2 separate regions of the Zea mays genome follow, and region 1 is linked to region 2. Evidence: chromatin contacts called from public Hi-C data. All regions are on one chromosome and are shown on one strand. Each heading gives the region's core, a stretch centred on a gene start, on an enhancer-like site or on the middle of the called end of the contact. The rest is flanking DNA. Distances are from core to core; before and after follow the strand shown.

Evidence for each region. Hi-C and Micro-C count contacts between places; a contact is called where the count stands out from the background.
Region 1: a contact with region 2 is called in a Hi-C map of leaf, with 5 times the contacts expected there. The contact joins the promoter of LOC100280624 here to the promoter of LOC100283636 in region 2. A contact is called at or near these places in 3 of 25 Hi-C or Micro-C datasets (ear, leaf and tassel).

The regions. Positions count from the first base shown.
Region 1 is chr10:113,009,376-113,016,349 of Zm-B73-REFERENCE-NAM-5.0, reverse strand. LOC100280624 (dihydrolipoyllysine-residue succinyltransferase component of 2-oxoglutarate dehydrogenase complex) reads right to left here and starts at 2,285. Exons shown (of 13, transcript NM_001153542.1): 1 at 2,071-2,285; 2 at 210-267; 3 at 97-136. The coding sequence starts at 2,118.
Region 2 is chr10:112,685,873-112,692,902 of Zm-B73-REFERENCE-NAM-5.0, reverse strand. It overlaps LOC100283636 (ATGP4), which reads left to right and starts at 2,596. Exons shown (of 3, transcript NM_001374041.1): 1 at 2,596-3,046; 2 at 4,598-4,768. The coding sequence starts at 2,857.

The DNA.
Region 1 (6,974 bases), core at 1,036-3,535, 320 kb before region 2:
TGTCTAAAAATGGAAAGAGAAAATATTTGATTATTTGGCATGAGGTCAGTAATGGCATCCATATTCATCAACTAGAGCATGCTATCTGATAATTACCTCGGCAGATTTGAGCATTCAGATGTAGCAGAAACCAAAGCTGAGAAGAACACATGTATTATAGTCAATAGTTGAAATAAAATACTAAAAACAGGGCTAGTCAAAGTAACAACCTGAAAGTTGACTGTTGTAGCTTCTGACATGTGCATAACTCCTTAGGAGGCCTAGTGTCTGCAGGAAAATCAGAAGTACAACAGTGAGGACTGAGGAAGAGAATTGAAGTGAAGGATTGCCAAAATTATAGAAGCTTATACTCTGTGTATCATTTGTGCATTAGCATTGCTACAAACATGAAATGGAATAGAAATTCTGAGATTTCACATAACCAAGAAGACTTGGTGAACTATTTTCAAATGAACTGTAAATCAGTAATAGCAATTTGAGCCTATTTGATCCTCATCCAATCTATGGGCCCGATTAATTTCAGCCACAACTTAGCATAGTTTGCAGCATCTAAGGTCAGACAATTTGAGTCTGTTCGGTTTCAGCCACATTATGGCAAGATTCACTTCTACCAAGCTAGGTTTTACGTCCCAACGCCTCAGAAAAAATATAGCAAAATTCTTGTAGGCTTGCCAAGGTGTGGAAAAGATTTTAAGCACCTAACAGCCTAACCTTCAGCAAGTTTGGCAAAACATTGTGGCAAATGGTAGCAAAGTCCATAGCCACACCCTGTGCCAAAACTTTCCTATGGTGTGGTTAATGATTTGCAAGACACACCTCACGCCAGGGTTGGCTACTGGTTGATAGTATGACAGATGGGGTCTGGAGCTGAAGGTTGGCTACAAGTTGATAATATGACAGTTGGGGTCTTTTTTTTTGAACAAACGCAGGAGAGCTGTGTGTCATTATATTAAGAAAAAAAAACATAGGAGAAACAAGACTTGTCAACCCCTAATACAAAGGCCCCTAGGCCGAGACCCCCCTGACATTAACACAACAGGGGTCTGGAGCTGAAAATTCTTTGGCACGCCAGAACAGCAGCACGAACCAAAGAGCTACTACAAAAAGGTGTATTAAAATTTGCCAAACTAAGGCACCAAACCAAACATGCACACTGTTATTGGTACAACTAAGCACTGCTAGATATAATGGAGACCATTGCTGCTATATTTTGTGTCAGTTGGAAATGTTGCTGACTGCTCAATTTCTTATATTTACAGAATATGGTCTGCAAAGCAGAAGAATATAAATTCCTCTCCCATCACAAGCTTGCAAGGCACTCCCCTTTATACTTCAAAGTCTGACTCACCCTCTGGACCATCCAGCATGCACGAAATCTCAGTCCCACTCCTCCACTCTCCATCAACCACTGCATCCTTGCTTCTTATGATTGAATTGGGATGCAACACGAGTTACTCTTAATTTAATTGATAGATAGAAAACATTCAGCAGTTGAATAGCAACAAGGAATAGAATTGGCTGACAAAATCATGTGCGATAGTCTTCATATCAGAAAAAGGTAGCAGACAAATTCTAATTAGGTCCCTAGACTCCTTTAAATGTCTGATAAACATTACTTGACATCCATCTGGAGTTCCTACCTCATAATCCTTGGTGAGTAAACTGCAATAAAAATTTACATGGAATGGGCAGCAATAGCAAAGAGAAGCTGATACAGGCCTAATCTGTGCAAGGCGTACCAAACAATTATCCTAGAGGAGGCGAGCTTGGTGCACCAAGCACCAACGTACAGACCATTCTCAAGTATCAATGCCCTGGTCGCAAACCCCCTAGCCAACACTAGGGTAGCAGATTATTCTCCAGATCAACACTAGGGTAGCAGATTATTCTCCAGACGCAGCCACAGACCGCGACGAACTCCTCCAAGGGGGATCACAGCCATCGGACAGGGCCGCTGCGTCAGACCACCTCGCTAACCCTAAATCAGCTGGCTGCCCGCAACAAAGGGGGAACAAAAGCTAGCCGCAGACGTACATGCATCGGAGAGAGAAAAGAGAGGTAGGGCATTACGGCGCCGGCGCGGCGGCGGAGGAGGCCCGAGGCGACGCGGGACGCCATTCGCCGGAGTCCTCACGGCGGCGGCGGCGGCTTGTGGGGGAGGAAGGGGCAGTGCACCACGGATTCGATTCGGACCCTTTTCTGTAGTTCCCCAATGCAATGTCCCTCTGACTTGCGGAAGGGGGCGGTGTAGTGTCGCGTGCAATTATGGGATCTGGAACTGGAAGGAATGGAATGGGGGCGGCCCGCGGGCCACGGGCGCCCTCTGGTCGCTTCGCGTTCTCCGGTCCGGTGCTGATCCCTCCCAGTCTCCCACACCCACCAGTGTGCCAACCCCTCGGGCCTCGCACCGCGTTCCACTGCACTGCACTGCAGTGCACTGTGACACGCAGCAGCTTCCTTGGTTCCGTTAATTCTGACAGTTGTTCGTGTCTGAGCTCGTTGCCCTGTGGACAATTTTTCGGAGCTTTGTTCCATTAATTTTGTTTTAATAATAATGTGGTGGAGGAAGGTGTTTTATGAACCTTTGTTGCAGGTCTTCGTCTATTTCGTAGTCTGAGCACGTTATGAAAAAACGAACTAATCTCAAGAGAGAGCTACTGTTAGGGAAATGCTCCTGCTGCTAAAGGTCCTCAAAATTAATTGATACTTACGGCTTTTCACAATTTATCTCAGAAGTAATTAACTTATGTTTTACCGAAGGGTGTCAACACAGGTGAGAAGAGAAGCGGAGGAAGATTCGGTTTATGCACTGAGCCGAAGCATGTTGTCGAGGCTGAAGTAGCTAGTCCTGAAACGAAGGAGACCGACATGTCTGCTACTACTTCAGAAGAAATGACAATGATGCCCAGTAATTCTTATAGCTATATGTATAGTGTCAGGTCGGGTACCGTAATTAGGGGTACCCCTAACACTCCTAAACACGGCTGGTAACCACCATCAGCACAAGGTGCAGAGACTGATGGGCACGATTCAGGTCAAGACTTCGTCTACTCAAGGGACGCGATCTCGCCTCGCCCGAGCCCAGCCTCGGGCGGAAACAGAAGTCTCAGACGAATTCTCACCTCGCCCGAGGGCCTCCTCAAGCAGCGGGCGCACCCTCGACTCGCCCGAACCCCAGCTCGGGCAGGCTTCGTTGTGAAGCAACCTTGGCCAAATCGTCTCACCAACCGACCGTATCGCAGACGCATTCAATGCGAGGATCGCCTGACACCTTATCCTGACACATGTGCCTCAGTCGGCAAGGTTGAAGTGACCGCAGTCACTTCGACCTTCCACTGGCCGACCTAACAGGAAAACAGCGTCGCTCGCCCCTCTCCGACTGTTGTGCACCCGCCAGGGTGAGGCTGACAATAACTAAGTTCAGCCTCAGGCGCAACAGGAAGCTCTAGGGCTGGGCATTCGGCTTTTTTTGAAATTTCGGTTCGGTTTTTCGGTTTTAAAAAACTTCGGTTTTCTAGACATTAGAAACCAATCGGTTTTCTAGAAAATGAAAACCAAGAACTTCGGTATCGGTTTTTTACTTCAGTTTTTCGGTAAAAACCGAATACCAAACTTATACTCGAAACAACACATGCAACAAGTTTATATGATAGATTATACATAATTTTAAAAAGTAAAAATTATATAGGTACAAATATTTAGAGATACATCATACATCACATATAAATAAGTGAATAACAATTTAATTGCTTCACACATTTAGTTCACATAATCGAAAAATCAAATTTTACAATTGATAAAGTTTGGTATTCGGTTTTTTTGGTATTTCGGTTCGGTATACAGTGAAAACCGATTACGATACCGAAAACCGAACTTCTCAGATATAAAAACCGAAACCGAACCGAACTACCGAAAAAACCGAAATTTCGGTTCGGTTCGGTACGGTTCGGTTCGGTTTTCGGTTTATGGTAAAAAAGTGCCCACCCCTAGGAAGCTCCGCCTCGCCCGACCTTGGGCCTCGGCCTCAGGAGGAGATCTCCGCCTCGCCCGACCCCAGGGCTCGGCCCCCGCTTCGGCCTCGAAAGGTGGTCTCCGCCTCGCCCGACCCCAGGGCTCGGCCCCCGCCTCGGCCTCGGAAGGTGGTCTCCGCCTCGCCCGACCCCAGGGCTCGGCCCCCGCCTCGGCCTCGGAAGATGGTCTCCGCCTCGCCCTACCCCAGGGCTCGGCCTCAACCTCGACCTCGGGAGGAATCGCGTCCTCGCCCGACCCCGGTCTCGGCCTCAGGAGGAGTCTCCGCCTCGCCCGACCTTGGGCTCGGACCGATCGCGCCACGGAGGATGCATCATTACCCTACCCCTAGCTAGCTCAGGCTACGGGGGAACAAGACCGGCGTCCCATCCAGGCTCGCCCCGGTAACAAGTAATGATGGCCCCCCGCGTGCGTTCATGACGACGGTGGTTCTCAGCCCCCTACGGAAGTAAGGAGGCGTCAGCAAGGTCCCAGGAGCCCCGAGAGCTGTGCTTCTACAGGGCTCAAGCGCTCCTCCGACGGCCACGATACCGCGTACACAGGGCTCTAGCACCTCTCCGACAGCCACGTTGGCATGTACACAGGGCTCAGGCACCTCTCTGTCGGACACGTTAGCGCATAGCTATACCCCAATTGTACACCTGGACCCTCTCCTTGCATCTATAAAAGAAAGGTCCAGGGCCCTCATGAGGAGGGTCGTGCGGGAGAACGGGCTGATGAACAGGCTCACCCTCTCTCTCTCGCGAACGCTTGTAACACCTACTGCGAGTGCATCCTCCTGGCGCAGGATAACACGAGCCGCGTTTTCCCCCTTGTGTTCCATCTCGCGCCAACCCATCTGGACTGGGACACGCAGCGACAATTTTACTCGTCGGTCCAGGGACCCCCCCCGGGTCGAAACGCCGACAGTTGGCGCGCCAGGTAGGGGCCTGCTGCGTGTTGACGAACAACTTCCCGCTGAGTTCCATATGGGTAGTCTCCAGCAACCTCTTCAGCCTGGGACGCTGCTCCGTTTTGGGAGTCTCGAGTTCATGTCCCTCGACGGCAGCTACGACATGGTACTCCTTCCCCCGCAGCGCGGCAGCGACAACGACGGTCGTCAGCCCGCCCGGCGGCGGCGGACTCGACGACGTCTTCCCCCCGTGGCGGAAGAGCAGCATCCGGGTTTGTCCCGCCGCCTTCCTCTCCGCAGGAGGAGGAGGCGGGGCAACCATGGCCAGGCAAGAGGCGGCACCTCGTCGACTGTCGAGCGAGTCGACGACGCCGGCACCCCAGCGGGGGACATGTCGGGCGTTGTCCTCGCGCCTGAGACAACGCCGAGTGTCGTTTCCCCGCAACATGCCAACCCGAAGCGGACAGATGACGCCAGCACACTCACGAAGGGCTTGCTGGGCGTTTGTAATACCCAATTCTTAGGCAATAAGAAAGTAGGGTTAAAATGTGTAAATAGGGGTGCTCATCCTTTATGAACAAGATAAAATAGATAAATGCATGGCATGATGTTGTCTTTTTGTAATAAGTGCATAATAATGGGAATCTGAATATTTAAACCCAACTGGAATTCAAAATTTAGCATGAAGAAGTGGGAAGATAAACTTAAAAATTAAATTATATTTGGCTTCTGTGTTGAACTTTTCTTTGGGTTAACTTAACTTAGAATATATATATATTCTCTAGGTAGGATGAGTTGAGACTATCCTTTAGTCTCAAAAATATGTAATGATATCCTTAAAACATGTGAATTAGATATATAGTCATAATACGATTTCTCATGCACAATAAAACAAGTGGGTTATGCCTTTCAATAACTAGGAAGTTTAAAATATTTAAATGAATGTTGTATAAATAAATGAAATGTTTCTACAAAAACATGTTGAAATTTAGACGTGAAGTAGTTTCAGAAATTGAAGTTCAAAACTTGAGACAAATTCAACAAAAATCTGAAATAGGGTAATGAAATAAGAAACAAAAAAAGAAAAAGAGAACCACTCGTCTTGGGCCAATTTCACCTGTCTCGGCCCATCTCACTCGCGTAGCCAGTCCAGCTAAACTCCCCCCCACTGCGCTGACACCTGGGGCCGCGATGTCAGTAGCCTTGTGCGTCACTGCCGGTCGAGCCCGCAATGCCAGCCTCTGTGTTTCGCTCCCGTCTCGCGCCCTGCAGTCTCGGTCATGTGGGACCGTCTCGTCAGTTATCCCTTCAACAGAATGCATCTTCCTCGCGTGTGTACCGGCTGATGGAGAAATCGCTGGGTTGTTGAGATCCGGTCGAGATCCTCGCCGTTGATAGCCCACCTTCCTCCGCACGGAACCTCCCTCGTTGTGCCATATGACCGGTGGGACCCACGTCTGGGCGTTCCTCTAGCTCGGGTTGTTTCCCCGAATCCTTGGGCGCGGACTCAGTAGGCTGGCCGGATTTCTCTCGTCAGCCGTTGCTAGCCTGGGACCGAACCCCCCTGACTCCAGGTATATAAGCATGGACATGTGCCTGGTAATCGCGAGGAGTGAGTGGGTAAGCAATTACCTCAACGGAGCGTAGCGTTACAGAGCTGAGAGCGCGCAGGGCGGCCGCCACCATGGAACCTCACCGGCATCTGCGATTGGAGGGCAAGATCTGGTCTGGGAGCTTCGGGGTGTCGCACTGGTGGCCCATGGTGCTCGCCGGTGCCTACGGGATGGATGTGCGGAAGAATCCCGGTCGGCGAGGAAGCGCGTTGGGCGGAATTTCTCACCGGCGGGCCAGAGTCGCCGCAGATCCACACCGCCCGTGGTCGGAATACCTCGGCATCCGAACTATGGGTAAGTGTGCCCTTGACCAATTCGCCTTGATCTCAGTACCGTGTAGCGCGTATGGGCTTGTAAATTGGGGCACTGGTGTGCCGGATGGCTGAACTCCGGCCAACCCTCCGCCGCGGTTGGGTGTAGCGCCGCCCTACTGGTGGCTG
Region 2 (7,030 bases), core at 1,347-3,846:
ATTCTTGGTTGTACTTACATCCTTAGATATTATGCACATTTACCTCTTCCCTTACATCCTTGTCTGTTATCACCTTTAACCCTTGACATCTCTCGGTATTTACCATGACACTTACCCACATTTTAAAGCCTCACCTCCTCCATTTCAGCTCGAGAGTGTTGTTTTACCTATCCCGCTCTAGGTCATTTCCTTTTCCTTTGTCATGTTGCAGGCCTTGTTTTACCTTAACTCCATCCTTTGTTGAGCTTTTGTTTGATATCATCCTTACCTTTGTAATCTATAGATCTTGCCTTGATACTTTCTTAGGTCTGCATTTTGAAATCTCCTTCTTTCTATCCCAATTTGAGAGCGGTGAGTTACCTATCTCTCCCTTGGTTTCTTTGCCCTTTTGTCGCCATACAAGTTTTGTCTTAATCCCATCCTTTGATGTGTTTTTAATTGCTATCATCATTACCTTGTCATCCATCGATCTTACCTTGATACTTATCTTTATTCCTGCTCTTTAAAAATCTTCTCTCTTCCACCTCAATTTGAGAGTGGCAATTTGCCTATCTGGCCCTTGGACGTATCCTTTTCTTTTCCACCTGTAGGTCTTGTCTTAACTCCATCCTTGGTTGTATTTATATCCTTGGTTCTTATGCACATTTACCTCCTCTCTTACATCCTTGTCCGTTATCACCTTTAACCCTTGCAATATCTATACCCTTACCTTCGTGCTTACTTTGAACTTACCCTTTAAAGCCTCCTCTTTTTCGTCCCTGATCAAGGATGATGCTTCACCTACTTCACCATTGATTGCTCCCCCTTCTTCGACGCCTTGCAAGTTTTGTCTAAAATACATCCTTTATTGTGTGTTTGTCCGTTATCACCTTAACCCTTGTCATGCCTCAATCTTTACCTTGATGCTTATCATGTACCTGCATTTTAAAGCCTCCTCTCCCATTTCAGTTCAAGAGTGTTGTCTTACCCATCCCACTCTTGTTCGTTCCCTTTTCCTCTACCGCGTTGCAAGTCTTGTCTTAACTTGATCCTTTGGTGTGCTTTTGCCTGTTACCTCCCTTACCTTTGTAATCTCTAGATCTTTCCATGATGCTTATCTTATACCTACCTTTTGAAATATCATCTTTCCCATCTCGATTTGAGAATGGTGTTTTACATAGCATGACCTTTGCGTGCTCTCCCTTGTTGGTTACAATCCTTGCTTTAACTCCATCCTTTATTATGCTCATGCCCCTATCTGGCATGTCTTACCATTCCCCTGTCTTTCGATGGCCTTAAAGTAGTTCCCCATTTGTAAGGAAAGACCACCATCTAGTTAACATAAACATGTAGCAACGAGATGTTTGTCGTTGAATGCTTGTGATGTTTGTCTTTGTGTTATGACTGATTTGCTTCTTTGTGATGAGTGTTGATGTGATGTGAGGACGAGGTCAGGTGAGGCGGAGCCAAAGAAGGGGACAGACGAACCGAGAGGAGGCCACTCGAGTGGGTTCCTCGCTTGGCCCAAGACTGACCCGCCATAAATGACCGTCGCATTAACTACTCCTGGCACCGAGCCACTGTAGGAGAGTCAGCCCACGTCCCACTCATGATCTGTGAGCCCCTCGGTCTATGGTGCAATCATGACCTACTGAGCCTAGGCCAGAGTTTGTCGGTCATCTACAGGACTCGCAATACAACGAGCCATGTAGATACCTAGCTTACAGAGGCCAAGGGTCGGCGTGGCGCAAAGGCAGTGATGATGGCATTGGGGCTCCACCAAAAGAAATGGGGAGTGTGCAAATATGACTAAGAGAAGGGAGGTCATGACAACCCCCTTCCAATTGCGACACCTGGCGCGACTACGAGGGGATGATGCATGAAGGAAAAAACTCCTACTTAAATATAGTAGTGATTATTAGTTAATAGAGAACATATCTGATGCACATGGAAGATTGGTGCACATGGTACACATATTAAATCATCACCACTCATTTTATATCTAACTTCTCTAGTTGTTTAATATATTTTGCTAAGGACACCCTCCAACGTGGTGGTGTGTATTGGTCGAAGGTGTTATTTGTAAATTGAATGATCAACTAGAGACGTTAGATCTAAAATGAGTGGTGATGATTTAATATGTGCATCATGTGCACCAATCTTCTATGTGCACCAGATATGTTCTCTAGTTAATAATAGTCACTAGAAGATACTTATGACTTATCTAAGTAATGACTAAGGGTATTACTTAAGATAAAAGATAATCCCATCGTTTGCTATCTTCACCTAAAGTTAGATGTATATTTATTTTACGACATAATAGGAGTCATGCTTACAAATTTAGATAGATATACTATATCCGTTTATAAATATATGACATCATTGATTTTTTTTAAAACTTTAAATAATAACCTTATTTAAAAGATATAATGAATTATAATTTATTTTGTGTGTTCTATTTTACTTTGTTTAAATGTGATTTAAAATTTTATATTGTAAAATAAATATTTTAAATAAGACTAGTGGTATTTTTTTAAAAAAAGCCACCGCCATCGTATATTCACTCACCAACGGTATAAAATCATCTTTCTCGTCGGAATATATCGATCGATACCCGTTCGGCGTTCGCATCAGCTTGTTGCTGCTGCTGAAGGAAAAGACAATTTTCTCCTTACCTCCTGGGCTCAGGCCTCAGGCGCACAGCCTTCTGCTTCTCTTCCTCTCCTCGCGTCCCCCCACCAAACCCTAACCCGAGCACCCAGCCCCTCCTCGCGTCTGCTCGCGCCGGCCTTTGGGGCTCTCACTCTGAGCGGCAGGGACCCGCAGGGCTCCGGTTGTGTCCAGGAAACATCCCAGTTGTTGGCGAGAGACCAAGAAATGGCGGAGAAGGAGGGAGCGAAGGTTGGAGCGGAAGAGATGGAAGAGCGGGAGCAGGAAGGGGAGGCAGAGGAGGTGGAGGTGAAGTTTCGTCTCTTCGATGGCTCTGACATCGGTCCCGTGCGCTGCAACGCCGCCGCCACTACCGTAGCCGCCCTCAAGGATCGCGTCGTCGCCGATTGGCCCAAAGGTCTTAAAAGTTCCGTTTTTTTGAGTTGAGGAACTCTTGTGAGGCGTAATGAGCCGGCCCCGCCCATGCTGTGAAGTCTTGTGATATATACTGCTAAATTTGCTTATATTTTTGTTGCTATTCTTAGTCCCTATGTCTATGTGTCGCAAGGAGGAACATAGGGCTTTAAAGGGAATGAGCTCAGATTTTCTTATTCGTTGCCTTCATTGTTTGGTGCCTGATTTAGGGAAAAGGAAGTGTGCCTCCATTATTAGCAACCACTTCTTTTGTTGAGATTCTAAATGGATTCAATTGAAAATATTCGAGGCATAGCAGAAACGGTATGGAATATGCTGCAGCAAAAAGATAACTAGGAATTGGTTTTTCCCTACCTCTAAGCTTGGTAGATGAATGGAAGATTTGAGCTTAATTAATTGTTTTGTGGCCTAACCTCAGTGTTAAACTATCCTGGTATTTATGATGGCTATACCAACTAGCTTCTCAACCAGTTATACCGATCAGAACATTTTTTTTGGGAGGGGGGAGGGCTTGCTTTGCTGGTCCGCGTTTGAATCCTGGTACAGCTTCTTAAGGCAAAAACCCAGGGGTGTCTCCCCACTGTGGTCCAGTTTTTTTTATGATGATTGTGCCTGAATATACTTATATAACCTATCTAGATGCAACTAGGGATGAAAACAGTTGGAAACGATATTATCTATACGAAAACGATTACCGGTTGGTCGGAATTTTACCCGGTTTCATAATTAGTCTACTTATTAACGACTACAATATGATGTTGACAGAAATTTAAAATTCAAAATTTTTAATACAGTAATTTTCGGAAACAGTATTGTATTTACTGAAACGATACCGTTACGAGGCCCTGATTACGGAATTTTTTGTTTCGGTTTTCATCCCTAGATGCAATCACTAAGAGTCATTAATTTCTATTTATCTGCATCCACGAAGCTACATCATCCGATTTGTTCTAAGCCACATCATATTTGAAGAAATGTCAAACCATATGTTGCCTTTGGTTCAAACATTAATAGTGTAACTTCCTCTTTTTTAAAGAAAAGCAGAAATAATGAGTTGATCTTTAACGATGTCCACAGCGCTATGATTTCAAAAGAAATGTTATCAAATTTTACAGAAAATTTACTTATGATTGGATATTATCCAACTGCATTTGAGATAAAGTTATTAATAATCCACTGAAATAGTACACTTCACTGATTCAACATAGGTAACACTTTTGTGAGCTAGGGTATGCATTTTCACTGGTGTTTACTTCCCCCTGCTCATTTTCCTACCCAGCTGATATGAGGTCTCATCATGCACCTAATTCATCAAAAGTATTTTTGCAGAAATAGTTTCATGACCAGTTTTTGGCTCTTCTGTTCCTCTATTAATTCTGGAGTTAGTTTGTTTGATGCAATAAATTGGTTTACATAAAAAATATTCTAGAGCATATCAGTTATAAGTTTAGTTCTGGGTTTGGTAAACAACCAATTCATACATTTGCACATGTTTGTGTAATATTTTTATTGCCACGATTTCTTTGTGTTGCAGATAAATCAATTATCCCAAAGACTGCTAGTGATGTGAAACTAATAAGTGGAGGCAAAATTCTAGAAAATGACAAGAATGTTGCACAGTGCAGAGCTCCTTTTGGTGATCTTCCCAGTAGTGCTATCACGATGCATGTTGTTGTTCAACCATCGTCAGCAAAATCAAAACCAGGTGAGTTGCAAGTTTTTGCACTTTGAGGAAATTTGTTCTTATGGTTTTCTGACTTATACCATTCAACTTATTAGACTTGATATAAACTTTTTTTATCAGTATCATATTATCTGAAAATTCCAGTTCTGCTGATAAAAGCTTCAGTATTTTATTGTTATCACTATTGCTTTAGTTTTCTTAGGCTTTATTTTCTTTCCTTATCTAAGGTTCATGCTTTACCATGCTGCCATCATTTTTTTATTGGCTCTGTACTTCCAGAAGTGTGTTCTTTTTGTTTACTTGAGAGATACTTTGTAATAGAATGTAAAAAAGTGTTGACACGAGAATTATTCATATCTGCTGCCGTTAGAGAAAGAGAGAGAATTAAGCTATGAGCTAGAGCTACTCTATAATTTGAGGTTAAAAAAAGCAGGGTTTATGGAGACAATGTTCAAGAACCGCTACCCCAATTCTTCCTGCTAAGCCATAGTACCTCATTTGTGGCTCCTTTCTTGTTCATAATTAGGACACCAGGAATTTGCTATAAGGCTATCTCCAGCAGCCTTACTCATCCCATCTATTTTAAACTTCACTCTGTAAACAGTGCAATCTGCAGTGTAAAACAATGTTTTGCATGGTCATATGCACGATCTGCTGGCCATAGCCTAAGTCCTATGCAAACTGACTGTTGACATCCTTTTTGTTCAAATAGTGAGCTGATTGTGATTCACAGCCAGCCTGATTAGTGACATGTACTAACTAAAGACATGTATTCCCTTTACTCTTTTGGAACCAGGACTCAAAAATGTGCACTGACTTGGCCAAAATCACTAGTTTTTCTGATTTGGAGTGTTTTTTTTCATGTTTTGTACTGTACACTTGCAAAATGGGATCCAACCCAGGGTTGATCTCTTTCTCTTATATTTTTTTTTCTGTTCTGTTTCTCCATAATTTGTCTTCTCTGTTAGGCTATCTCGAGCAACCTTTCCTATCTTATCTCCTATTTTAGACTCCACTATGTAAACAGTGCAATTTGCAGTGCAAAAAAGTATGCTGCATGACCATATGCATGGTCTGCTGGGCACAACCTTAGACAGCCACATATGCGTGAATGGGCTGTTGGCAGGGGCGGAGGCAGGGCCCGTCCTTCACGGGCACGTGCCTAGGCTTCGACTCTCCACCCGGCTAGCCGGTTGCCCTGCTTGACGTCGATGTGCATGGCGTCGATTCTTTCTTTCATCCCAGGCATAGCCCCCACTAGCACGTTTTCACGTGTGTCCAATAGCTGTGTCGCAGACACAGATGCTGGTCCCTGAGCGTGAGGTACGTGTGCGCGTTCGAGGACGACGACGGGGCTATCACGGCTCCCGGCTGCCTCGTGTGGGCCAAGGTCAAGCACCATTTGTGGTGGTCTATCCAGGAGTTCCACGTGGCGGACGTGTTGGTGTGCCACTGGCCGTGCTGTCCTCATCACCTACTTCTAGGACAAGACCTTCGCCTGGAACAATGCCGCGACGCTCCTCTCGTTCCGCACTAGATTCCCGCACCTCGTCGGCACCGCCGTGGACATTGTGCTAGTCAAGGTCGCGCGCCGTGTGTTTGCCGCCCTCTCGTGCTGCTGCTACTACGAGCCGGGGGCGACAGGGATGAGGTAGCCGCCAACAGGCAGCTGACCAATAATGCAAGCGGTGCCTAGGCTTCCATTGAAGCCTAGCTCTACCACTTGATGTTGGCCTACTATGGATATTATAGATTGATTGCTATTGTATTAGGCAAGGAGATCTGATGATGGTCATACTTCTAAAAAACAACTTGGGTCCTCCTCCTTGCCTATATATGTACCCTGCCTATTGACCTCCTAATCAATCTATTAATTTCACATGCAATTCTATTACTCTCATGGTATCAAGAGTCTAGGTTTCTTTCAGTGTCGTAGCTATCGCGCACACTCTAGCTACGCATGCCGCTTGTGAACCCCCTCCTTGCTGCAACCACGGCTGGCACCCTCATCCTGCCCGTGCAGTCTTTGCCTACTGCTGCTGCCACTACAGTTGGTGTCCTTGAAGACAAGGCCTCCTGCGCACTCTGGAAGCCAAGCGCGCCCGCATGGCTTCCCTTGAGAGGTTGAATGCGCCCACACCGCCAACCTAGAACCCAACGGGCTGCCATTGTTGTTGAAGCCGTGACCGCGTCCCAGGAACATGACTGGTGTTTTGTTCACTCACGAAGCTGCCGAGTCGTCCTCCACTCCTCTCGATGGCATCCCCTCATCTGTTGGCAACC